Linked DNA regions of Ovis aries: region 1 is linked to region 2. A link is a contact called in public Hi-C data. All regions are on one chromosome and are shown on one strand. The core of a region is the stretch at or near the end of the contact, and the rest is flanking DNA. Distances in the headings are between cores, read along the strand shown.

What was found. Hi-C and Micro-C count contacts between places; a contact is called where the count stands out from the background.
Region 1: a Hi-C map of liver shows a contact between it and region 2, with 4 times the contacts expected there. The contact joins the enhancer-like site here to the promoter of S1PR1 in region 2. A contact is called at or near these places in 7 of 16 Hi-C or Micro-C datasets (blood, hypothalamus, liver and 3 more).

The regions. Positions count from the first base shown.
Region 1 is chr1:78,639,502-78,646,740 of ARS-UI_Ramb_v3.0, forward strand. No RefSeq gene overlaps it. Among named protein-coding and RNA genes, the nearest start is that of TRNAW-CCA, 21 kb to the left of the region's middle. Within about 2 kb of position 2,895, at least 16 of the 54 cell types and tissues checked have an H3K27ac peak or open chromatin away from gene starts, as enhancers often do. A contact at or near this core is called in liver, where this site is marked.
Region 2 is chr1:78,584,629-78,592,295 of ARS-UI_Ramb_v3.0, forward strand. S1PR1 (sphingosine-1-phosphate receptor 1) reads left to right here and starts at 2,550. Exons shown (of 2, transcript XM_004002241.6): 1 at 2,550-2,865; 2 at 4,537-7,236. The coding sequence starts at 4,699. The coding sequence ends at 5,847.

The DNA of each region.
Region 1 (7,239 bases), core at 1,645-4,144, 55 kb after region 2:
GGAAGAGACACCAAAGGTCAGCACATGGAGGGAAGTCCATCTGCAAATCAAAGAGAGATGCCTCAGAAGAAACCGAATCAGTTGTCACCTTGGTCTTGGACTTCCAGCTTCCAGAATTGAGAAGATTAACTTCTGTTGTTTAAGTTACTATGGCATTCTAGCAAATTATTATGGCACGCTATTTTGAAACATCCCTAAACATTTCAGAAGTACTTATTTTCCAAACCAGAAAATATCTATATTAATCAGAAAACTTTCATATTGTCTCATCAATAACATGAGAAATGGCTCACACTGAGCCTTTACCATGTGCCAGGCACTGTTGTAAATGTTCTATTTCATTTCATCCTCATGAAAGCCCTTCAAAGAAATAAGTAAGGGGGACTTACCTGGTGGTCCAGTGGTTAAGATTCCACATTCCCAATGCAGGGGATGCTCAGGGATCTAGATCCTACCTGCCACAATTAAAAGATGCCTTGTGCTACAACCTGGTGGCTCAGAGGGTAAAGCATCTGCCTGCAATGCAGGAGACCTTGGTTCGATCCCTGGATCAGGAAGATCCCCTGGAGAAGGAAATGGCAACCTACTCCAGTACTCTTGCCTGGAAAATCCCATAGACAGAGAAGCCTGGTAGACTCCAGTCCATGGGATCGAAAAAAGTTGGACACAACTAAGCTTTACTTACTTTGTGCTGCAACTAAGACTTGGCAGCCAAATAAATACATAGTAAAAAGAGGAAGACAAAAGTGAGGGAGGAGGAGCAGTTCTTCCTTACAGTAGAATTTCAGTTAATGCATGTAGAAGGAATATGGAAAACAGAAGACAGCTGTTGAGCAAACACCACAGTAATAATCATTGCAGGTAAGAGCTGTTGACAGTCACATAATTAGTGGGTGAAAGTATGGTCAGAAATGAGATATTGGCAGGGTCTCAAAGTATCTACCCCAATTTTTTTTTTAATTACAAAAAGGGAAAAATAGTAACTTTACAGTGGAGACATCCCCCCCAACACTACTTTATTCAAGTAATAGAAGTTAACCTCCCCAGTAATAATAGAACAACACCATATATTCCCACATATGATGTACTGAGGACACAATATCATATCCTTGCCTGAAAGTGCATCCTTTCCATTTACTTATGAGAAAACGTGAGACACATGTTGTGAATAACTGCCCTGGACTTTCCAGAAGCATCTTGGATTGGAGGTGATGAAGAAGACATGGTACCTAGTTGCAATGTGAAATTCTAGATTGGATCCTGGGCCAGAATATCGAAAATAGTGGGGGAACTGGTGAAATACAAATGAAGCTGTAGCTTTAGTTAATGCTGTTGTATAATACCAATGTCAGTTTCCTAGTTTTGATAACTGAACCACATTTATGTAAGATGTAGTTAGCTACCACCAGGAAGCTGGGTATAGAGAATCTTTCTACAATTTTTTCCATTTTTTAAAGTCATTTCAAGTTCAATTCAGTCGCTCAGTCATGTCTGACTCTTTGCAACCCCACAGACAGCAGCACTACAGGCTTCTCTGTCCATCACCAACTCCTGGAGTTTGCTCAAACTCGTGTCTATCGAGTCAGGGATGCCATTCAACCGTCTCATCCTCTGTTGTCCCCTCCTTCTTGTCTTCAATCTTCCCCAGCATCAGAGTCTTTTCCAATGAGTCAGTTCTTTGCATCAGGTGGCCAAAGTATTGGAGCTTCAGCTTCAGCATCAGTCTTTTCAATGAATATTCAGGACTGATTTCCTTTAGGATTGACTGGTTGGATCTCCTTGCAGTCCAAGGGACTCTTGAGAATCTTCTCCAACACCACAGTTCAAAAGCACCAGCTCAGCTTTCTTTATGGTCCAACTCTCACATACATACATGGCTACTGGAAAAACCATAGCTTTGCCTAGACAGACCTTTGTCGGTAATGTCTCTGCTTTTTAATATGCTATCTAGGGTTATCATAGATTTTCTTCCGGAGCAAATGTCTTTAAGTAAAATATTAATAAAAACAAATATTCTGAAGCAGGTGCTATCATTATTATTAGCAGGTGAAGTAACTCACTCAGGGTTACCCAGCTTGTTCAGGCTGAGGCAAATATGTGTATCCAGGTTGTCTGAGTCTTGAGGTTATGAAGAATTCCATGATACATCCCCTTAGTACCTGGAGGAGACAATGAAGTTTTAGCTCAGCTTTAATTTTTCATATATTTCTGGACTTCCCTAGTGGCATGGTAGACAAGAATCTGCCTGTCAATGTAGGGGACACCAGTTTGATCCCTGGTCTGGGAAGATTCCACATGTCATGGAGCAACCAAGACCAAGTACCACAACTACTGAGCCCAAGTCTAAGCCTGTGCTCCGTGACGAGAGAAGCCACCGCACTAAGAACCCCATGCGCTGCAATGAAGAGTGGCCCCCGTTCACCACAACTAGAGAGAGCTTTTGCAAAACAACAAACAAACAAACAAACAAACAAAAAAACACAAAAAACACAATGGAGACCGAGCTTAGCCAAAAATGAATAAAAAGAAGACAGCAAAAAATATTTCTTTCATGATATTCTCAAAAAGGCTTTTTTTTAAACCACCCTATCTCCTATTAGTCTTCATTAAGGAAGCATAGTTTTTGAGTTGGAAGAAATCAAAAGCTGGGTAGGGCATTGTACAGGGTACCGTTACACACCCACACACACTCACTAAGTAACAGACCTCTTTGCTTCCTTCAGAGAATTTACAAATAGCAGAGACATGAAAACTAATGGAGCAGAAAATAAGCTCGAACTAAGTAGTATAGAGTGTGTGAGTCTTGGGAGGTCAGAGGGGGAAATACGCTTCTGTCTGCTGGACTGAGGAAGGAAGAGGTGACAATGAATCTGGGCCCTCAAGAATGAGAAGGATTGCAAAACAGTGCACATGCCGCGGAGGGAGGAGTCGGTGCGGAGGAATGACTCGAGAAAAGCCAGCTGGAGGTGGGAAAGCCCAAGGACTTCCCCAGGAGCTCAGCAGTAAAGAATCTGCCCTCCAGTGCAGGAGACGTAGGAGAGCCAGGTGTGATCCCTGGGCGGGAAGATCCACTGAGAAGGACATGGCAGCCCACTCCAGTATTCTTGCCTGGAGAATCCCATGAACAGAGGATCCTGGCGGGCTACAGTGCAGGGGGTCGCAAAGGTTTGAACAGGGCTAAGCATTTGAGCAGGAGCAAGCAGGGATCTTAATCTCCTGCCTTTAGAGACCATGCAAATGCATGGATAAGCCCCGAATAAGACAGAGAATGGTGAGTGTTCTGGGAAGGGCTGCTCCACCTAAAGGCATTTTGGATTAAAACACAATAACAAAAGCAAACACTGCTCTAGGCAAACACATCTCTGCTGACCAGATTCCACCCACGGGCAGTTGATTTGAGCCTGCTTTCTGATGTAAGCGAAAGCGTTCCTGGCTACTGCGATAGAGGACATAACCCATCAAGAGACAGGGGAATTATTTGTACTAATAATTCTGTCTGTTCTTCAAAGCTGTGTGTAGCCAGGTGGGTCAATTGTGGGATGCTCAGGGTTTCACTTACCAAGTGCTAGGCTGTGGTTTCACTGTTGTTAGGACACTACTGCCACCTAGTGGCCACTGGGGCTGTGCCAGCACCGACAAAAAGCAACAGGTTTGCTTTCTTCTTCCAGATGTTTGTCCTGTGACTCATGCTAAAAAATATCCAGATAAGCTCATAATCCTTTAATAGTGTAAGCTTTCACTCATGGTGAGGGTTGTTATTGCCATATAATCAATACTGTGATAATGAGGCTTGTGATTATTTATTTGGTGTCTGGTCAGTAAGTTTTCTCTGCCACTGATGTGTGCATGGTATCTCTTAGGCATAGCTGTAGAAGTTCAACAAATGTATCATCTGCTCTGTTGAAGGGATTATATTTGAGGACTCCTGAAAAAAACACTGAAGAAAGAATCAAGAGATTTATGTATATTTGGTAGTTGCCTGGCTTTGAGCCACTGGGCTTGAAAAGGTTCAGCAGTTCTCTTAACAGAATCCCGCGGTGGGGGTTGGGGTGGGGGGCATGCTTGGAGGAGTTTCAGGGGTTTGAAAGCCCTGAAGGGTATTCATTTGGGGAGGCGTTGGTTAGAGTGAGTGGAAGAGAGGGCAAGGTGAGATCCTGCCTGTTCCAACTAGAACAGCTCCACTATTAAAAATTTTTTTTAAAAAATAGGTGATCCAAGGACATTATTCAAAATCCAAGAGGTACAAAAGAATATGGAGGCAAAAGTCTCCTTACTACTCTGTCCCTATTCCCCATGTTGTAGGAAACCAAGGTCACTATTTCTTATCTATCTTTCTAAAGATGACCCACCCCTGCCCTTGTTGTCTCATCTCCTTCTTTCTTTTCCATTTTTATTATTTTTCTTCTTTTTATTCTGGCTGCACTGCACAGAATGCAGGATCTTAGTTCAGGAATCTTAGACTAGGGATGGAACCATGACTCCTGAATTGTAATCGTGGAGTCTTAACCACTGGATCTCCAGGAAGGTTCTTCACTCCCTTTCTTTCACTAACACAAATAGTAATACAGCATTCACACTGTTCCTTGGTGTTGCTTATCTATTTTATATGTTGGACTTTCATACAAAATTTCACTTATATTTCCTGAAACTGAGACTATCTATCCATAAAATATTTAGCTAGCTTATCCATACATCTTCTTTTTCACTAGGGCATTTCATGACGCTTTGAACCTGTATTTTTTATTTGCTATGAAATGAATGATTCATAGACTTGTAGCTGTGCAGAGACCAAGAAATCACTTGAACTTGCTCTTGGTGTCAGGCCTCTGAGAGACAAGAGGAAAGAGACCTCTAGGAAAGTGCCTGGTTCGGTGTTTTCAGTTCTAAGGATGTTTGACTGCTGTGACCACAGTGGTGATTCACAGTTAGCAAGGCATGGGGGGAGCAGAGCAAAGATGCTACTCAGACTCTGGGACTATCACCAGCAGTAAAAACAATCTGAAGGATTGAGGAGGGCAGAGCCGAGGGAGGACCAGTCAGAGCGGAAATCTTGCCAAGGTTAAGGTAACTGGAGATGAACTCCTCATTCCATAGATCCACCATGATAAAGTCTCTTCCTCCTTCACGTAGAATCAGATTCTCCTTAGAGAATGGCCCTCAGTCCTTATTGCGTGTGAGAATCACCTGGGCGCTTGCTTCGTGCCCACAGTCAGGGTCTACCTGCAGGGATTCTGATTTAATCTGCAGTGTGTGGGGCCTACAGTCTGGTATATTTGAAAAGCTCCCTATCTAGGATAGCAGTCCCTAACCTTCTTGGCACCAGAGACCGGTTTGCTGCTGCTGCTAAGTCACTTTAGTCGTGTCTGACTCTGTGTGACCCCATAGACGGCAGCCCACCAGGCTCCCCCGTCCCTGGGGTTCTCCAGGCAAGAATACTAGAGTGGGCTGCCATTTCCTTCTCCAACGCGTGTAAGTGAAGTTGCTCGGTCGTGTCTGACCCTCAGCGACCCCATGGACCACAGCTTTCCAGGCTCCTCCGTTTATGGGACTTTTCAGGCAAGAGTATTGGAGTGGGGTGCCACTGCCTTCTCCGAGAGACTGGTTTAGTGGAAGACAATTTTTCCACAGACTGGTGAGGTATTGGGAGGTTTGGGGATAATCCAAGTGCTTTCCATTTACTGTGCACTTTATTTCTATGACTATTGCATCAGCTCTACCTCAGACCATCAGGCATCAGATCCCGGAAACTGGGGACCCTTGCTGGAGGTGCTTCCAGAGGCAGCCAGGTGACAGCAGAGCTGTGGACGGCCTGTGAAGGCCAGTGATTCCGCTCCTTCCTCCTCCAGCAGGTGGGTGCTCTGGGCAAATGGCCAGACTCCTTCTTGAATTCCTTCCCTTCCTCTCCTCTTTTTTTTTCTTTAAATTAAGTACACTCCATATTTTATAGATTTTATTAGTTTTTTTCCTGATGTCCTTTTTCCGTCTTTTTTTTAAATTACAAAAGTATGATAACACATTTACAGGAGTCTTGGAAAATACAGGGCAATGTTACATATAGTTCCACTGTATATTATAATGTTTTTAAAAATAAATTAAGATTTTTAGTTGGACTGTCTGTATGCAGCTCTTAAAGATTAATAGAATGAATATATAGAAAAGTAGGATATATATATAGACCTGAAAATCACCAATTCAATGTGATTAAGATTTATACAATTTTCACGCAAGAGTAGGACACAAATTCCACTCAAGTTCCCATAAACTGTAAAGTAGGAGACACTTCACTTTCTCCTCTTTCTATAGCACTGCCACTGCCCTGACTGCTGTTTTTTGATACTTATCAGTCTCCTGGCCATATAAAATCCCTTGCTTAGATTCGGCTACAGAAGACTTTGCCCGAGTGCTCTTGTCACCGAGGCCAAGCTCAGTCAGCTCGTCCCTTGACCGGCCTATTAACCTGAGAGACAAGGTGTTAAGGCAGGGAATGTGACTACTCAGAATGCCAGCTGACTGAGGAGACAGCAGACTAAAGTCTCAAAGTAACCCATCTTCTCAGGGGTCTAGATACCAGGTTCTTTTATAGGACAGAGAGGGGGAGGAGTTGAAGAAGCAAGGACCTTGCAAATATCTCCTGGAATGGCTGACCTCAGGGAGCTGCCATCTGTGTTGAGTCGCTCTATTGTGTCCCACTCTTTGCGATCCTATGAACTGTGGCCTGCCAGGCTTCTCTATCCATGGAATTCTCCAGGCAAGAATGCTAGAGTGGGTTGCCATGCCCTCCTCCAGAGGATCTTCCCAACCCAGGAATCAAACCCTGGCCTCCTGCATTGGCAGGCTGGTTCTTTACCAGCTGAGCTGCAAAGGAAGCCCTGCTTCGGGGAGGGGATCTGTTAATTTCCTCAGGCAGAGGGGTGGAGTTCCCTGAGGCAGGCCATTACATATGAGTGCTGTTGCTCAGTCTCTAAGTCAGCCTTGTCTGACTCTTTGTGACCCCATGGACAGTAGCACACTAGGTTTCCCTGTCCTTCACTGGCTCCCAAAGTTTGATCAAACTCCTGTCCGCTGAGTCCAATGATGCCATCCAACCATTTCATCCTCTATTGCCTCCTTCTCTTCCTGCCCTCAATCTTTCCCAGCATCAGGGTCTTTTTTAATGAGTTGGCTCTTCCTTATCAGGTGGCCAAAGTATTGGAGTTTGGCCTCAGCATCAGCCCTTCCAGTGAATATTCAGGGTTGGTT
Region 2 (7,667 bases), core at 1,300-3,799:
TCAATGTGATGGGCATCAGATGGTAAGCTCAGTGTGTGGGGAAGAAGGTAGGAACACTGGGCTTATCTTCCAGGCAACAGTTGAAAGGGAGCTGGGCTAACAGCCAGGAGATAGCTTGAGGGTACAGTTCTTGGGGTCTCTTATAAGAGTGATGGGAAGAGACAAATGTGGGAACCAAACTGGCAGGGAAGCCGTTGTTGCAAATCACTGTGACCGCTTTCTAATTTTACCTGAGTGCTCACCTACATTTTATATCTCATAGCTGTGCACTAAGGATGAATATTGCTAAGTAATCATCTGCAAAGTATTTGAGCTCTTCTAAATATTGAATCAGCATTGAATGTCGTCCTCCAACAGTATTCACGAAAAAAGGACTGACTTCCCCCACATAATTCTTTGACATGGTTGAGGTTTATTGTGGTGGTTTGGAGTAGCGGTTAAGAAATCAGCAGCTTGTCTATGGTCAACGCCCACGCTAACCAAGTTGCTTAATTTGTTTGGGACTCAGTTTCCTTGCATGTAAAATTAGGATTTTAATAGCACCTAATCTAGAACTTTCCTATGGTCCAGTGGTTAAGACAGCGCTTCCAATGCAGGGGGCGTGAGTTCCATCCCTGGTTGGGAATTAAGATCCCACATGCAGCATGGCACAGCCACCTCGCCACCCCTCCCCCAACAAAACAAACAAACCCAAACCCAAACAAAAAAAACATAGTACCTAACTTGTGTAGGATCATGGTAAGTAAAAGTAAGGTAAGGATAAAATGTGTTAATATGTGTGAAGCTTGATAGTTAATAAGCGGTTTTAAAGGACTTTCATTATCAGACAGTTGTATGCATACAGAACCCCTTAACTGTTTACTGAAGGCGTTTGACATGGCATCTGTAGTATTTGAGTTTTCAAACCTAGCCCAGCAACTCGTTAGCTGGAAAATACAGTGGTTTAAACCGTGACATTTCCTTCATCAACAAAATGACCAACATTTGCTTCACAGAGCAGTAGTGTTAAATTAGATAATCTACCACGTGCCTGATACTGGGTGTACTATTTAGTTCTTTTCCCTTTAAAGAACTCATAAATTAGTGGATGGGGTGAAGTTTGCCAAGTCCACATATTATGTTGTGCTGAGCAGACACAATATATCATCCCTTTAAGAGAAATACATCCTCAAGCCCAATCAGAGTTTATTCTAGAGGACCTTTATCTTGGTTTCTATGTCTTACGAATTTACTGTTGTTGAATTTGAGGGTGTGTGCTGGGCTCAAGGCTGTTGATGAGAGCTTTTGGGGAAACTGTATTCTAACTGTCATTTGATTTTTTTTTTTTTTTTTCCTTTGCAAAGTCATAAGATCCCAGAAGCCAGGAGTTGTTGTTTATTCATTCAGCCTCCTTCTGAGTCATTCAGGTACAGGGTGTGCCTGTACTGTGTTAATTGAAACTTCACAACGGAGAAGTTTTGCGTTGACATCTGCCTGGATGGGAAGCCAGTGAGACCAGAGATCGGGTGGAAACCGTCTTGCAAAGCCTCAAGCAGAAGGGCAGGGCAGAAGGGCCCTCAGTTTACCACTTAGGCGGAGCTGACCAAGGCCGACTCTCAGTCTCACATTCTGAAGCAGCATGCAAGCGAAAGGAAACAGTGGGCGAGTTGTGAGCACTGAGGCTGGGCCTCCGAAGTAGAAAGACGTAGAAAGACAGACAAGGGCTCCGGCCCCAGGCTGCCGGTCCTAGGCTGGTCCGTGCCGGGCAGCCCTTTCTCTTTGGAAACTCCTGAGCTGCCCAAGCTATTTAAACTCGCGGGCCCCGGCAGCTGCCCACCTCCTCACAGACCTCACCACTGGCTAGAATCTGGGACACAAGGCCTGATTTTGCGCCCAGTTGAGTGAGGGGAACCCCCGCACAACACCTCGCCCCCAGCTGGCCCATTTCACTGTGCGCCCCGCGAAAGCCACTTTCTGCCCCCTCAGACCGCAAGTTTCGAGGCAGCAGAAGGATGAGGGTGAGGGAGGGAGGTGAGCTGAAGCGGTGGAACCTCCCAGGCCATTCTTCTACCCGGGCAGCATTTCTCCTCCATCCTTCTGGCAGCCCCTTCCCAGCACCCCGTCCCCAGGAACACGACCGGGACTCGCGGGGTCGCGGAGCTGGTTTCCCCCTGCCTCCGCAGAAGCGCCTGGGGTCGTGGTGGGGTGGCGGCCCGGAGCGCCCGGCCACAATCTTCGGACTCCGATCCCCCACGGGCTGCGGGGTTAAGGGGACCAGAAAGGCGCACTAGATTGCCCAGGCCGTCCTCTGTCTCCCAAGACTCTTCTTGAGAAAAGTTTCCAAAAGCGCTTCCCCTCCTTTCTTTTCTAAGGCTGGGGAGAGCTGTCTCCACCGCCAGGGAGCGGCGGATAGCAGGGCGAGGACCGTGATTTATACATTGAGTCCAGGGGGCACCAGGCTCCGCCCCCTTTCTTTCTTTCTTTTTTTTTTCCCCCTTCTTTTTTTGGTTCCCTTGGGGAGGAGGGGCTCTTTTTTGTCTGTGTGTTTCTGCTGCAGATCTTTCCTGGACAGTGAGTCTCAGCTGCACAGATCCGGCGGCCCCCAGGCGCGAGCGGAGGGGCACGGGGGTTTGAGGCACTCACTCCTCCTCATCCCTTCCTAGAGAAGCCGCTCAGCCTCAGCGGGGCGCTCGGCGACTTCAGCTGACCGGTCTGCCCGGCCACGGCAAGAGCGTTGGCCATTGGAGTGTGCGGCTGCGGAGGGAGGGGACCCCGACTCGAGTAAATTGAGAGCTCGACGCCGTCAGTCCCGGGCAGCAGCAAGATGCCGAGCGCTCAGTGCAGACCCGGAGCTCCGCGAACGCAGCTGCGTCCCGCCTGAGCCAGGTAGGGAGTGAGCGCTGGGCAGGCGCGGACCCGGGCGAGCAGGGGAGCATCGCGACCGGAGGTCTTCCGAGGCAGAAACAAAATTTTCAAACCGGAGAGAAGCAAAGCAACACTTTTAAACCATCCATCTCTGGGTGCTGAGAACAAGCATCTCTGGGCTACTCAGGCGCCCAACCGGATCGGATTGTTCTGGGCTCACTAAAAAGTTTGGAAAAGGGTTAAGTCCTCTTTGTAGAACCCTCTGGGGTTGGGGGATAGAGGAAGTTGCGGTGGGTCTGCGGAGTGGGAGGGAAGGCGCTTATTTTGGAAAATCCTATAGACAAAGACTGCGGGAGATGAGGTAAGGGCTTAAACTTGCCCTGCGAGCGAGCGAGTGTGGAATTAGGTGGGGGGAAACGCGGAGCTACTGGGCGCCGAGCAGCCTCTGCTGTCCCGGGAATTGCTGTAGTCTGGAGAATTCCACTTTTATCGCATTTGCTACCCTGAGTGTTACCCTGAAACATTTAAACAACTTACGGGTAGACTTCTGCCCACACGTGCCGTGTTTCATCCCCTCCACACTTCGTAGTTCTCTGAGACGAGGCAACGTATTGAGGGAGGGCAGTAAATAAAACTGGCTTAGCAAGGAACCTCCAGACTTCTGTTTGTATGAGTTTCTGGAGAGTAATTTTGCATTCGAAATTTGAAATGCAGTGGCGTGTATTTTTAGCGTTTGTAATTTAATTTCTCTTTTTTGTATGCGTGTTTGGGCTATATCCACAGTAACTAAAAAATACTTTTGCAATCAATGGGTGTACGAAACTTCTGGGATTTATTGCAATAGCTTATGAATGATTTTTACTGAGTACTTTTATAGTTTCTTGCACTGACTTGCGCGGAAAAAAAAAAAAAAAAGAAGAAGAAGAAGAATGAAAAGGCAGTTGCTTCACGGAGGCGCTAAAGCTTTCCTGTTTACCGCAAGGCCAGGGCGGGCTTGGCTGCCCACACTGTGCTGCGCCTTCGGACCCTAAGCACACCTGCTCCTAGAGATTATTAATAGAGCCTAAAAAGTGACTTACGCTGTCAAATGATTTTCGCGCAAATCTAACTTCTTGCATGGCAATTAGGAGGTGGTTTTAGCTGGGTAGTGCCGAGCACAGAGGTGTGCGTCTCACATTGGTGGTTTGGTCTCTTCGAAGGTGTGACTAGGAGCTAGTGGTGAGCCCGCCGCGAAGCTGGTGAAGGCTTTAGTTTTTCAACTGGAGCTGGAAATCTGGTGGAGGTGGGGACAGCGTTGGGAGAGGCGGAGGGGTGTGTGTGTGTGTGTGTGTGTGTGTGTTGAGGACGTAGGAGTGGAATTAAATGGGGCTCACACCTCCAGTTTTCCCATTTCCATTTGGGTATATGTAACCATAGGGGACGTTTTCGTCTTGTCGTCGAGTCGGAGTTTTCATCTTGGGTAATTTTTCTTTTTTCCCTTTCTTTCTCTCTCTCACCCTTCTTCCTTTTTCCCCCCAAGAAATGAGAGTTTGATGTTTTTTTTTTTTTTTTAAATCCTTCCCCCCTGCGCTCTCCCCAAGTTTCCTTAAAACAAATCAACAAGAAAATTGGAGCAATGCCTTCGCTAGAATGAATTATGCCAATGTGCTGTGGCTTTTTCCCTGACTCTCTGCTCTTTGTGATTTGTTTAAGGCTGTGGTTTCCGAGGCCCTCTCCAGCTTAAGAAAACCTTCACAAAAAAAGCCTGGATCTCTCTCCTTGAACCACCCCGGCTGCCTGTGAAGGCTCGCTCCGCTTCGCCCTCTAGCGTTCATCTGCAGAAGCGCCGCCCCGGGTGTCGGGACCGTGCGCATCATGGGGTCCACCCGCATCCCCCTGGTCAAGGCCCTGCACAGCCCTGTCTCCGACTATGTCAACTACGACATCATTGTCCGGCATTATAACTACACGGGAAAGCTGAAGATCAGCGCGGACAAGGACAATGGCATTAAACTGATCTCAGTGGTGTTCATTCTTATCTGCTGCTTTATCATCCTAGAGAACATCTTTGTTTTGCTGACCATCTGGAAAACCAAGAAGTTCCACCGACCCATGTACTATTTTATCGGCAACCTGGCCCTCTCAGACCTGTTGGCGGGAGTGGCCTACACAGCCAACCTGCTCTTGTCTGGGGCCACCACCTACAAGCTAACCCCCGCCCAGTGGTTTCTGCGGGAAGGGAGTATGTTTGTGGCCCTCTCGGCCTCCGTGTTCAGCCTCCTGGCCATCGCCATTGAGCGCTACATCACTATGCTGAAGATGAAGCTCCACAATGGGAGCAACCGGTTCCGCTCCTTCCTGCTCATCAGTGCCTGCTGGGTCATCTCCCTCGTCCTGGGGGGCCTGCCCATCATGGGCTGGAACTGCATCAGCACGCTGCCCAGCTGCTCCACCGTGCTGCCGCTCTACCACAAGCACTATATCCTCTTTTGCACCACGGTCTTCACTCTGCTCCTGCTCGCCATTGTCGTCCTGTACTGCAGGATCTACTCCCTGGTCAGGACTCGCAGCCGCCGTCTGACCTTCCGCAAGAACATTTCCAAGGCCAGCCGCAGCTCGGAGAAGTCGCTGGCGCTGCTCAAGACTGTGATTATTGTCCTGGGCGTCTTCATCGCCTGCTGGGCGCCACTCTTCATCCTGCTCCTGCTCGACGTGGGCTGCAAGGTGAAGACCTGTGACATCCTGTTCAGAACGGAGTACTTCCTGGTGTTGGCTGTGCTCAACTCCGGCACCAACCCCATCATTTACACTTTGTCCAACAAGGAGATGCGCCGGGCCTTCGTCCGAATCATGTCCTGCTGCAAGTGCCCCAGCAGAGACTCCGCGGGTAAATTCACACGGCCCATCATCGCGGGCATGGAATTCAGCCGCAGTAAGTCAGACAACTCCTCCCACCCCCAGAAGGACGATGGGGACAACCCAGAGACCATTATGTCTTCTGGAAACGTCAACTCTTCTTCCTAAAAGGGGAAACTGCTGACCCATGGGGAGTGTTCTTGCGTGGTCACCCACCACCCCAGTGTTTGGGGAGAAAAAATAAAAACCAGCCAAGCCTCTGTGCCTCCACTGCTGCCGGGGAGGAGCTGTCGGAAGCCAGAGGGAGGGTGAAGGAGCACAGAACAGCCTGGTAGTGCCTGGTGTTGGTGGGTAGACTTAGTTCCTGTGAACAATGCACTGGGAAGGGTGGAGATCGGGTCCTCGCCTGGAATCTATTTCCTCCCCTTGCCGGAGCTTTGATTTTGCACTGAGCCAAAGGTCTAGCATTGTCAAGCTCCTGAAGCGTTCGTTTGGCCCCACCTCAAAGACTAATGTCCCCGTGTGAAAGCGTCTCTGACGGGAGCTTTGAGATGTTTTCTTTCACTTTAGTCTCCAACGCAAGTGAGTGTGCGCACTTCTGCTTCGCTGGGTATGCTCTACATACCTACTATGCTGGGCACCCTCCCTTCCCCTTCACACCCTCCTCAGAATACCTTTACTTAATGTTTTGACTACCTGGCATTCAGAGCTGGGGGTGTGGCACGGTCCAATCTTGAGCATGTGTAGCAGGTAGGCTGCATCCAGCAGGCAGACTGTGGTGGAGATGGTTTGGAGCTGGAAAGCAAGTTTATTTGCTGAGGCCAAAGTTTCCATGTAAGCTGGATGAGTGTTTTTGAATTTAATTGCAGTCACTTTAAAAAAAAAACAAAAAAACACCTTTGCAATGAAATGTGTTGCAGTATCATATCCATCGAGGCTGAAATCTGCATAAGGAAGTCCCATTTATTTAAATGACATCAGCCAGTATCCTTAGTGTCACAGGAGAAACGAACAAGCAAAAGAAGGTGAAAACTGACTAGGGGTTGGGGGGTGACTTTGTAAACCAAGAGAGTTTTTTTTTTTAACGAGTTTATCTAACAATACAACATCTATCATTGGCACTTTTGTTGATGTTTCTTTCAGAGTGTTGTAGGAACCATTTCAAGCAACAGGATGGCTGTGTTTTGTTGTGTTAAAAGTACTTTGTGTAATCTTTGAATGTATTTGTTTCAGTATTTTATTGGATTTTCCTAACCTGTGTTAACACCATTGAATGTGCATTTCTTGAGAAAATACCACCCTTTTGTGACCTTAAAGCATTACTTTAACTGGTAGGGAACATGACAAGTTTTTCAGTACATTAAATAGTTAATTGAAGATGTATATAAATGTCACAAAGAATAAAAATATATTGGTGTCTGTGTAGTATGGTTTCCAGTGCAATTAAATCAAGAAATGTCTTTAAAAAAATAGTATTTAATAGGTTTCTGACAATGTGGATCATTTTGCACATAGCTTTATCAACTTTTAAACATTAATAAACTGATTTTTTAAAGATTCTTTGGTGAAGAGCATTTTTAAAAAATGATTAGTAAGACATTCTATTTGACTATGTGCCTCTTTAGAGTTAAAGTTAAAGGCAAATTTCTGTTATTCTTCATGGGATTTTATCTTGATAAACTAGAGAGTGGAAAAAAAAAAGTGTGGTTTGTTTAGAAACCACTCTTTTTCAGGAAGAGAAACTTCAATAAGTTAACACTGAAGAGTAGTAAAGAATGAGATGAAAACCACCAACCTCTAAATACTGCATTGACAAGTAAATGTAATTGTTTGAGTTAAATGACATTCAAGCCCAACTAAATTAAGTATCGGTGGTCTAGTGGTTAAAACTTGCCTTCCAATGCAGGGAGTGTGGGTTCGATCCCTGGTTGGGAAGCTAAGATCCCACATGCCTCTTGGCTGAAAAACAGAAAACAGAAGCCATAGTG